Linked DNA regions of Mus musculus: all the other regions are linked to region 1. The links are chromatin contacts, called in public Hi-C maps. All regions are on one chromosome and are shown on one strand. Each heading gives the region's core, a stretch centred on a gene start, on an enhancer-like site or on the middle of the called end of the contact. The rest is flanking DNA. Distances are from core to core; before and after follow the strand shown.

Region 1 (2,700 bases), core at 27-2,526:
GCAAAGCCCAGTCTTTACAGAGTCACAGACCAGGTCCTGTGGCACCTGGAGGCAGGCACAAAGAGTTCTCGTAGATGTGGAAGTCGAGACTAAACATTCAAAGTTATGCTTCCTTGGTCTTTCCTACAGTCTCTACCAAAATCAAGTTCAAAGGGGGAAAAATCATGTTTCCCTGTTGGCATAACAATAACAAAAACAGTCCTGCTTGATTCTCAGAAGACATAGTGAGGCACTCCAGTGTAACCAGGAACTGTTTACAGATAGATGGTGTCACCTGTAGAGAGGCACGCACATGGCTTACTAGTTAGATGTCACAGTGCGTGAAGGTTGGCCTGATGTGTGGACTTGTGATGATTATCTCTGCAACTTAGGAAAAACAATGTGTTTTTAAAGAACATCTCAACCTTTTTTTCAAGTTCATGTCCCCAGTGTCCCTTTTGCCCTCCAGTTGCACATGTCACAGTTCTGTCACAATTAACTGCTGTTTCTCGCACTGAATGCCTGGGCTCTTGTTGTTGTCCTGATGGGAACATCCTTTCTTAGGGCTTGTGAGCCCAGAGTGCACGTCAGCCATTCAGACTCGATGGCAGTCTGCCGCAGCTTCACCTCCTGCTCAATTCCACTGCACAGTGATGCACAGAGCTCCAGATTCACTCTGGGATCCTATACATGAGGCAGCCAGTCAGTCTGCTGAATGTATTTCACTGGGATTCTGTTCTGTTGTAGTACATGCTCTGTTGTAGTCCTTTAAAGACTGAGAGGTTAGATAGTAAATGTGGCCCGACAAGGGCCCCATGGCCTTCTCAAAGTCCCTATATGCAAGAGAAAACTATATAAAAACAGAGCTTGGTAGGTCACACCTATTTAGCAGGATTTTCTGAACCACTCTCTCTGAGTCTTTAGAAGTTACTAACCATGTGACCCGGATGGATCCCTTCCTTCCTTCTTCATGCCATCCTTCCCTTCAGGTTTAGTTTCCTTGTCTTGCCTCCTATTGCTAAAGTGACCCATGTCAGAGTCAGTCTTATTATCAGTGGCTAACAGAATGGTTCTTCCTGACAGTCACCTGTGTTGGCCTGGGTGGTGGTGTCATCCCTGGTTGGAGGAGTCACAAGAAGACTTAACTGTGACATTCCCCTCTCCTCCAAAGCTCTCGTATGCACTCTGTTACTCTTAGGAAAGAGTTCTGAGAAATGGGCTGTACTCTCCTGGGGCTCATTGAATAAATCCTAGCTGGCTGCAGCTGTTCCTGCTGGTCAGATCCATGGGAGAGAAGCTCACTCACACACATGTGGTGCCAGAAGGCATTTAGGAAACACAGTTGTAACCTCCCATTTTAAAGATAGAACGAGGTTTAGGGAGGTTTGCTTATGTTGTACAGCTGTTATTGGATAGGTTTCTGTCTAGACCTTGACAACTTTGACTAGAACTTGGTCATCCCAGTCCATTGTCCTTCTTGCTGCATCTGGAAGTTGGTCACATTTGCAGCCACAGACTCTCTGATGACATCAGGTTCCCAAATGATTTTTTTTTAAAATGCAAAAATTCCCATTTGCAATTCTGGACATGCTTGTGTGAACTTTTATGTGATGACATATTGATTCTCTCTCCTCGGTGGGATTATAAATAAAACAATTTATAGTTCGCCCTCAAGAGCAGGCAGGAGGCCAGTGATTAAAAGGGGCTGTTTGGGGTCATTGGTGGTGAGTGCCTAAGCTCTCACACAGGACTCTGCCTGTGTGCATTTACCCAGGCACCCAGGCTCTCAGGATTCCATGACCTGCTTCCCGAGGCAGATGCTTCTCGCTGTCTCTTTCATATTCTCTGCCTCTCCTGTTCCCCCTTTCCCTTTACTTCCTATCTCTGTCCACTGCTGGCTTGTCGTCCACAGCTTTCCCCTCAGGGCTGTCAATAGGTGAGTGGATTTCTTAATAATCCAGCACAAACACAAATGTATTCCTCTAACATACATCACAGTGCCTGTGGAGATTAGACTGGAAATCAGACTTTTTAACTCTTTGAAGAGGATGGTGCAGAGTCAAGCTGCCACTCCCCCTCTATTACTTTACCTCCTTAGTGTCCTCTGCACAGCCTGATTCTTGCCTCTTTGGGCTTCTGGACCTTACCATTCATTAGCGCTTATAACAGATTGGTGTGAGTGAGAAAGGGCAGGTGATGAAACTCAAATTGGGTCATTTGGTTACACATTAGTAAGTGACAAAAAGATAAAAAGATATTGAGCAAATGGGATTTTTCAGGGAACTTGAGACCAGGCGACTCTTGTTTCCCATTAGTGTGGAAAATCAACACTTGCTTGTATTTTGGGGTGAAGACATTTTTCTTAAGTGAGTGGAAAAACCTCTTGACATTTCACAAAGAGCCTTACTTTTGAATGGAGAATGCTAATTTGCTTTGTGCATAAAGACTTTTAGAACTCTTACCTGTGAGCATTAATGGCACATCATTTTCTATGTGCTTGTGAGTTAAAGTTTTCCAAACTGGGTATAGCGAGGCATACCTGTTATTCGAACACATAGGAGGCAGAGGCAGGAGGATTGGCACAAATTTAAGGCCAGCTGTGGCTACACACCAGGCCATCCAGGGTTACACTGAAAAACCATGTCTCAAAACATGAAATAATATGGTTTATTTTAAAATCCCATTTTAGGAAACATTGAGACATGCATCAATGCATCTCAG
Region 2 (2,700 bases), core at 87-2,586, 380 kb after region 1:
GGTCTTTGGCAATAGTCTATCTGTGGTCACCTAATTGTAGCTACACCAGGATTCGGGTGCTGGTGGGGTGTGGAGGTCAGAGATGGCTCAGGTGGACAGAGCTAAGGACCTTCTCCACCTCTCTCTCCGTGGCATCTCCAGCCTGTACTTTATGAAACCCAACCATATGCCCATAACTGTGAGCCAGTGGGGGTTCCCTGTTTCTGGGTCCTATGGAATAGTAACAGATTACAAAGGACTTCTGCTCCTGATGGCAATTGGGGTTCCATCTGCACAAGATGGCGGCTGGATCCTGCTGTGCCTGAACAGTGAGTTTCCTTTCAGAGAAGAACGAAGGGCACCTTTAACCTTGACACAGATAACAACATGTGTCTTGGTTCTGAAACACTGAAAATGACTGCTCTTATAAAGACAAAAAAAATGCCAACCAAAACGAAGGTTATCTTTATTGTAAACAATAACCCTGCCGCTTGAAACCTTTATTTAGACTGAAGGTATAATCTTCAGTTTATGTGGGTTGTTTTATAACTTGACTACTTTAATAAACTGATTTGGGAAAGCTTTTAAGCAGATCTTTGTAACAAAGATCATTAAAATAAAGACAAATAAGGACAAACAATAAGAGGTCCATAATGGGTGGAATAAGAGAAGGCCTTTCTCAAAAGCCCTAAGTAGGTTATTGGCAACTATGGAGGAAAGGGGAATCATATAAAAGCTATTAAAATGTGTGGCAGCAAGCTGCTGCTCTCTGCTGTTAAATACCTGAATGCAGCTATTGTCTGATGCACTGCAGCAGATAACAAATCTAAGTGGATGATTTTTTTTTTTAAATAATGTGGATAACTTTAACAGTTGATTTTTTTTTTAAAGGCATGATTTTTCCCCCATGTGGTTGCAACTTACAGTGACTATTTCAGTACAAACAGATAGCCTACATTTCCCTCATAGATTTATACCCCACTAGGGAAAAGTGGGAAAGGCAACTCATTTTTAAAAATAAAACAATGGGAAAGAAACTCACAAATTGTAAACACATGCAGGAGGGCTCTGTAAGACTAGGCTCTTCAGTTAATGGGGTGATGAATTTGGGATAAACTGTCTCACAGATTTAGATAGCCCCAAAGCTCACATGCATCTCTACTAGCCCTACAAAACCAATGAAACTGAAGGCCAGCGGGTTGGGCAAGTCCCAAACAAGTCCCTGAACATACGTTGCAATCCTGAATCCACTTGGTGACTTCATCATCAGCGATATCCTTGTTAGTGGCTGCCTTCAACAGTACACTGGTCTGTTCCTCTTGTCTCTGGATGGCAGAGGCACACTGCTTTGAGTAGTCCTTGTATCTCTGCCAGAGCTGAAGGAGGGCCTTGCTGGAGTGCAGCTGTTCAGCGATCTCTTCCAGTAAGTTATTCCATCTGCAAGCAACAGCGAGCACTTAGGGCAGACTCATATCTCTTACCAAAGGCTATCACTTACTATTTTATTTGTCTTCATCATGGTTCATGTGAACATGGGCATAGCAAAACAATGACTCATGTCTATTTAACATAATAAAGGCTAATGTGTCACATTCATATTCCAAGGGGATGAAAACTATCCTTGGGACTATGGAAGTCCTGATCCTTCCTAAATGTCTTCTTTGTGGTTATTTTTCATTAAATTCGGTTTATAAAAAGAAAAACAACCAAAACATTAGTAGAGTAGACTCTTTAGATCTACAGCTGAGAATGCTGTAAGAGTAGCTGGTCCCATACCTCATATTGACTTCTTGCAGAGTACTGGAGAGGGTTTCTGCCACAGGTGGGTGACACTCCTTCAATAGTTGGTTGGTGATAGAGCCAAATTTCTGTAAGCCTCCTTCCTGTTTTTCTAGTTCATCATGAAGATTCTGCTCAAAGAAAGAGAACCACAGGTGACAAACAGGAACTAATGAGCAAGTTTAAAATGGACAGGCATGTGCTACTCCACTGCTGTTAAAAAGATAACTTCTTATAGTTCTGTTCGTGTGACTGCATGAGAGGAGAGTCACAGCAACTGAGCCCCCTTCTGCACATGGACTCTTCTTTAGAAGCCCATGAAGGATGTCCTTGCTTAGGGAAGATGCTGTAGCAGCGGTCCAGGCACTGTCTGCCACACTGTGGCTCTTTTTGCCAAAACAAGGGTGCCAGGTCAGTAGCACGGAGAGTGGTTCTCCCAGTAACTGATGAAGAAGACAGCCAATCTCAGCTTTTCTGAGGACCACTTCTAAGTTCTACCTCATGCAAAGAATTTTCCAGGTCTACATTAAAAAAAAAAAAAAAAACTCACAGAAAGTAACTGTACATATCCATAGGACAATTGAATAAGTGTTCAAAAACATTCATATCTGTTTATATTGTAGGATGGTTAAGTTAATCTAATTAACAGACCATCACCTCACATATTTAATAACTTTTGTCTAGCCCACTTCTCATCCTTCCTAATGCTGAGACCCTTTAATATAGTTCCTTATGTTGTGGTGACCCCCAACCATAAAATTATTTTCATTGCTATTTCATAAGTATAATTTTTGCTACAATTATGAAACTTAATGTAAATATGTGTTTTCTGATGGTCTTACACAACCCTTGTGAAAGGGTTGTTTGACCCTGTCAGGAGTCATGACTCACAGGTTGAGAACCACTTGTCTACAACTGTGAAAACTCATAGAGTACAATACT
Region 3 (2,700 bases), core at 14-2,513, 410 kb after region 1:
ACTGGTTTAGCAGTATTCTCCTCTAATTCCTTGAGGAATTTTTGTGCTTCCTCTTTAAAGGCTTCTACCTGTTTAGCAGTGTTCTCCTGTATTTCTTTAAGTGGGTTATTAATACCCTTCTTAAGATCTTCTACCACCATCATGAGATATGATTTTAAATCCGAATCTTGCTTTTCGGGTGTGTTGGGGTATTCAGGACTCGTTGTGGTGGGCGTACTGGGTTCTAATGATGCCCAGTGTTCTTGGTTTCTGTTAGTAAAATTCTTACGTTTGCCTTTTACCATCTGGAAATCTCTGGTCTTAATGTTCAAGCTGTCTCTGGTTAGAGCTTGATCCTCCTTTGATTCTTTTAGCCTCTGTCAGCACTCCTGAGAATCCAACTGTCTCCTGAGTTCCAGTGGTCAGAGCACTCTCTGTAGGCAAGCTCTCCTCTTCCAGGGCAAGTGTCCAGCAGTCTGGAGCTCTGATCCACCTCCTGAGTTCTGGGGTGAGAACTCTTCTTGTAGGCCAACTCTCCTCTGGCAGTGAATGTGTCCAGGGGTCTAGGTTTCAGGTCTGCCTCCTGGCTGAGGATGAAGGCCTGATGGAACCCTGAGCATGGAGAGCACTCTGGAGCCCTTAGAGGCCTCCACTGGGATCAGAAGGAAGATGGCAGGGGTGGCCCTGACAGGAATCAGAGTTGAGGTTTTAATTCCTATTATATGACTGTAAGTTTGTCCCCACCAAAGCTGTAGAAGTCTCCCACAAAACATAGACTGGATAGTAAAGGGTAGGTTGATCGTCATCAACAGTACCATAATTGTTTTGTTGTGCCAGGAATCAAGATCAGTGCCCAAGAGCATTAAGCAACCACTCTACCCATGAGGTATACCAGCAGCCTATGATGCTGTTTTGTTGTTTATTTTGAAATAAAACTCATGTATTCACTCCTGCTCAACTTTCTCTTTAGCTGAGGTAAGTCTTGAACTTGAAATTGCTCCTGCTTCAATCTCCCAAGTAGCTGGGATTACAACACAAGCCTGTGACATCAAGTCCATTTTAGAACCATTATTTTAACCAATCATCAGTTGATGAAATGATCGTATGGCTGGGAAAGACCTACTAAGCCAAATGTGCACTGACAGTCAAGCATGCTTTCAACACAAGCTTACCTCCCGCTCTGGCTTTGGCAGCATTTCCATGACCAAAGAGGCCCCTGTGCAGCCCAAGTGGCAGCTGGAGTCTACTCCCTTAAAACTTTTTCCTAACTGAGCATCTTTTCTGTTATTCTATTGCTCCTTGATCCTAGTCTCCCTTCTGGAATAACTCAGAGCGATCTTTTATTGCTATGGTCAGATTTGAGAGAAAACAGCTGTGAACTTTAAAGCAATGTTTTCATAGCCAAATGATAAGGCTTTAATAAATTATACAACTCTTTAGACAGAAAATCTCTGGGTGAAAAATAGCAAAAAAGTATAGTCCCCTTCCCCCAACAATTTGACAATAATAGCCCACCAGAGAGCCACAGAACAGTAGATTGTTAATCATTTAAAACTCAGTGAGACTGTTTTGTTTTTCTTCTGGGAATTCCCATAGCCTGGGAGGCTGAGTTTGTAGCCTGGTAAGCTTTGCATAGTCATTGCTTAAAATGTATTATGATAGGAATGTGTGAGTGTGTGTGTGTTGAATATATATTTATTTATTCACTAAGGAGTAATGAACCTGAGCTCCATTTGGAAGCACACTGATGAAGCAATCTCTGGGTTCCCAAGCCTGATTGCGTGGTAAAAGTTCTGGTCAAGCCCAGGAAAATCTTGGAGGCCAACAGCAACTACAGGAGAATGTGCTTAAGGGCCAGGAGGTCTGAATGACGCAAGTAACAGACACCAAAACAGAGTGGGCAGCCCTGTATTCCCAGCGTGGAGTGAGGAGTCTATGCCAGGACAGTGACGGGGAGAGAGAGCACCTGGGGCAAGATGGCAAGAGGCCCTAACAAATACACAGGGGGAAACTGAGTTAAGAATGTAGCTAACAATAGGGTCAGTTGGTAGAGCTTTTATGTCTCACATGCACCAAGTCCTGGGGTCTATCCTCAGGACCATATAAACTTAGTTGCATGTACCTTTAATTCCAGATCTCAGAAGGTGAAGGCAGGAGGATTCGAAGTTCAAGGTTACCTTTAGCTATATGAGGCTAGCTTGAGCTACATGAGATCCTGTCTTTTAAAAAGAAAAAGAGAGAGAGAGAGAGAGAGAGAGAGAGAGAGAGAATAAAAGCAATCTGAGTCCCACTAAGGAAAGGCTTTGAGTTTTTCCTTGATTAAAGTTCATATATGGTGAGAGTTGGGTTAATATTTATGGAGAACTAATGAGTAAAATTACTGATTATACTTGTTATAAAAATACCCATTACCATTTTTCTTTACTCTAGATGCTAGGGGATTTGAACAAATGTCAATAGACCACTTAGAAGTGTAATTATACAAGTATAGCGCATAAAACCCAGGCATATTTGGTTGAAATACCGAACCCCTCTATGTAAGGGCCTGAGAATGTGCTATTTCAGCTATGCCTTCCTGGTCTCAGCTCACCTTGTGCTTCCCAAGCAGCTGCTGGATTTCTTCTTTGGAGCATACAATGATCTTTTGGTCCCCTGTCATCTTCTCCTGTCCAGTGTCCAGCAGGTCCACCAGATCTTGCAGAGCCTTATCATACTGACTCT

What was found. Hi-C and Micro-C count contacts between places; a contact is called where the count stands out from the background.
Region 2: a Hi-C map of uterus shows a contact between it and region 1, with 3 times the contacts expected there. The contact joins two enhancer-like sites. A contact is called at or near these places in 1 of 15 datasets of contacts at CTCF or cohesin (the NIH/3T3 cell line) and 2 of 484 Hi-C or Micro-C datasets (both in uterus).
Region 3: a contact with region 1 is called in a Hi-C map of uterus, with 6 times the contacts expected there. The contact joins two enhancer-like sites.

Annotation. Positions count from the first base shown.
Region 1 is chr10:4,731,280-4,733,979 of GRCm38.p6, forward strand. All of the region lies in intron 2 of Esr1 (estrogen receptor 1 (alpha)), which reads left to right. Among named protein-coding and RNA genes, the nearest start is that of Esr1, 22 kb to the left of the region's middle. Within about 2 kb of position 1,277, at least 13 of the 459 cell types and tissues checked have an H3K27ac peak or open chromatin away from gene starts, as enhancers often do. A contact at or near this core is called in uterus, where this site is marked.
Region 2 is chr10:5,109,620-5,112,319 of GRCm38.p6, forward strand. Syne1 (spectrin repeat containing, nuclear envelope 1) reads right to left here. Exons shown (of 146, transcript NM_001347711.1): 117 at 1,756-1,889; 118 at 1,212-1,416. Among named protein-coding and RNA genes, the nearest start is that of Gm51757, 220 kb to the right of the region's middle. Within about 2 kb of position 1,337, at least 31 of the 459 cell types and tissues checked have an H3K27ac peak or open chromatin away from gene starts, as enhancers often do. A contact at or near this core is called in uterus, where this site is marked.
Region 3 is chr10:5,138,243-5,140,942 of GRCm38.p6, forward strand. It overlaps Syne1 (spectrin repeat containing, nuclear envelope 1), which reads right to left. Exons shown (of 146, transcript NM_001347711.1): 106 at 2,570-2,700. Among named protein-coding and RNA genes, the nearest start is that of Gm51757, 190 kb to the right of the region's middle. Within about 2 kb of position 1,264, at least 16 of the 459 cell types and tissues checked have an H3K27ac peak or open chromatin away from gene starts, as enhancers often do. A contact at or near this core is called in uterus, where this site is marked.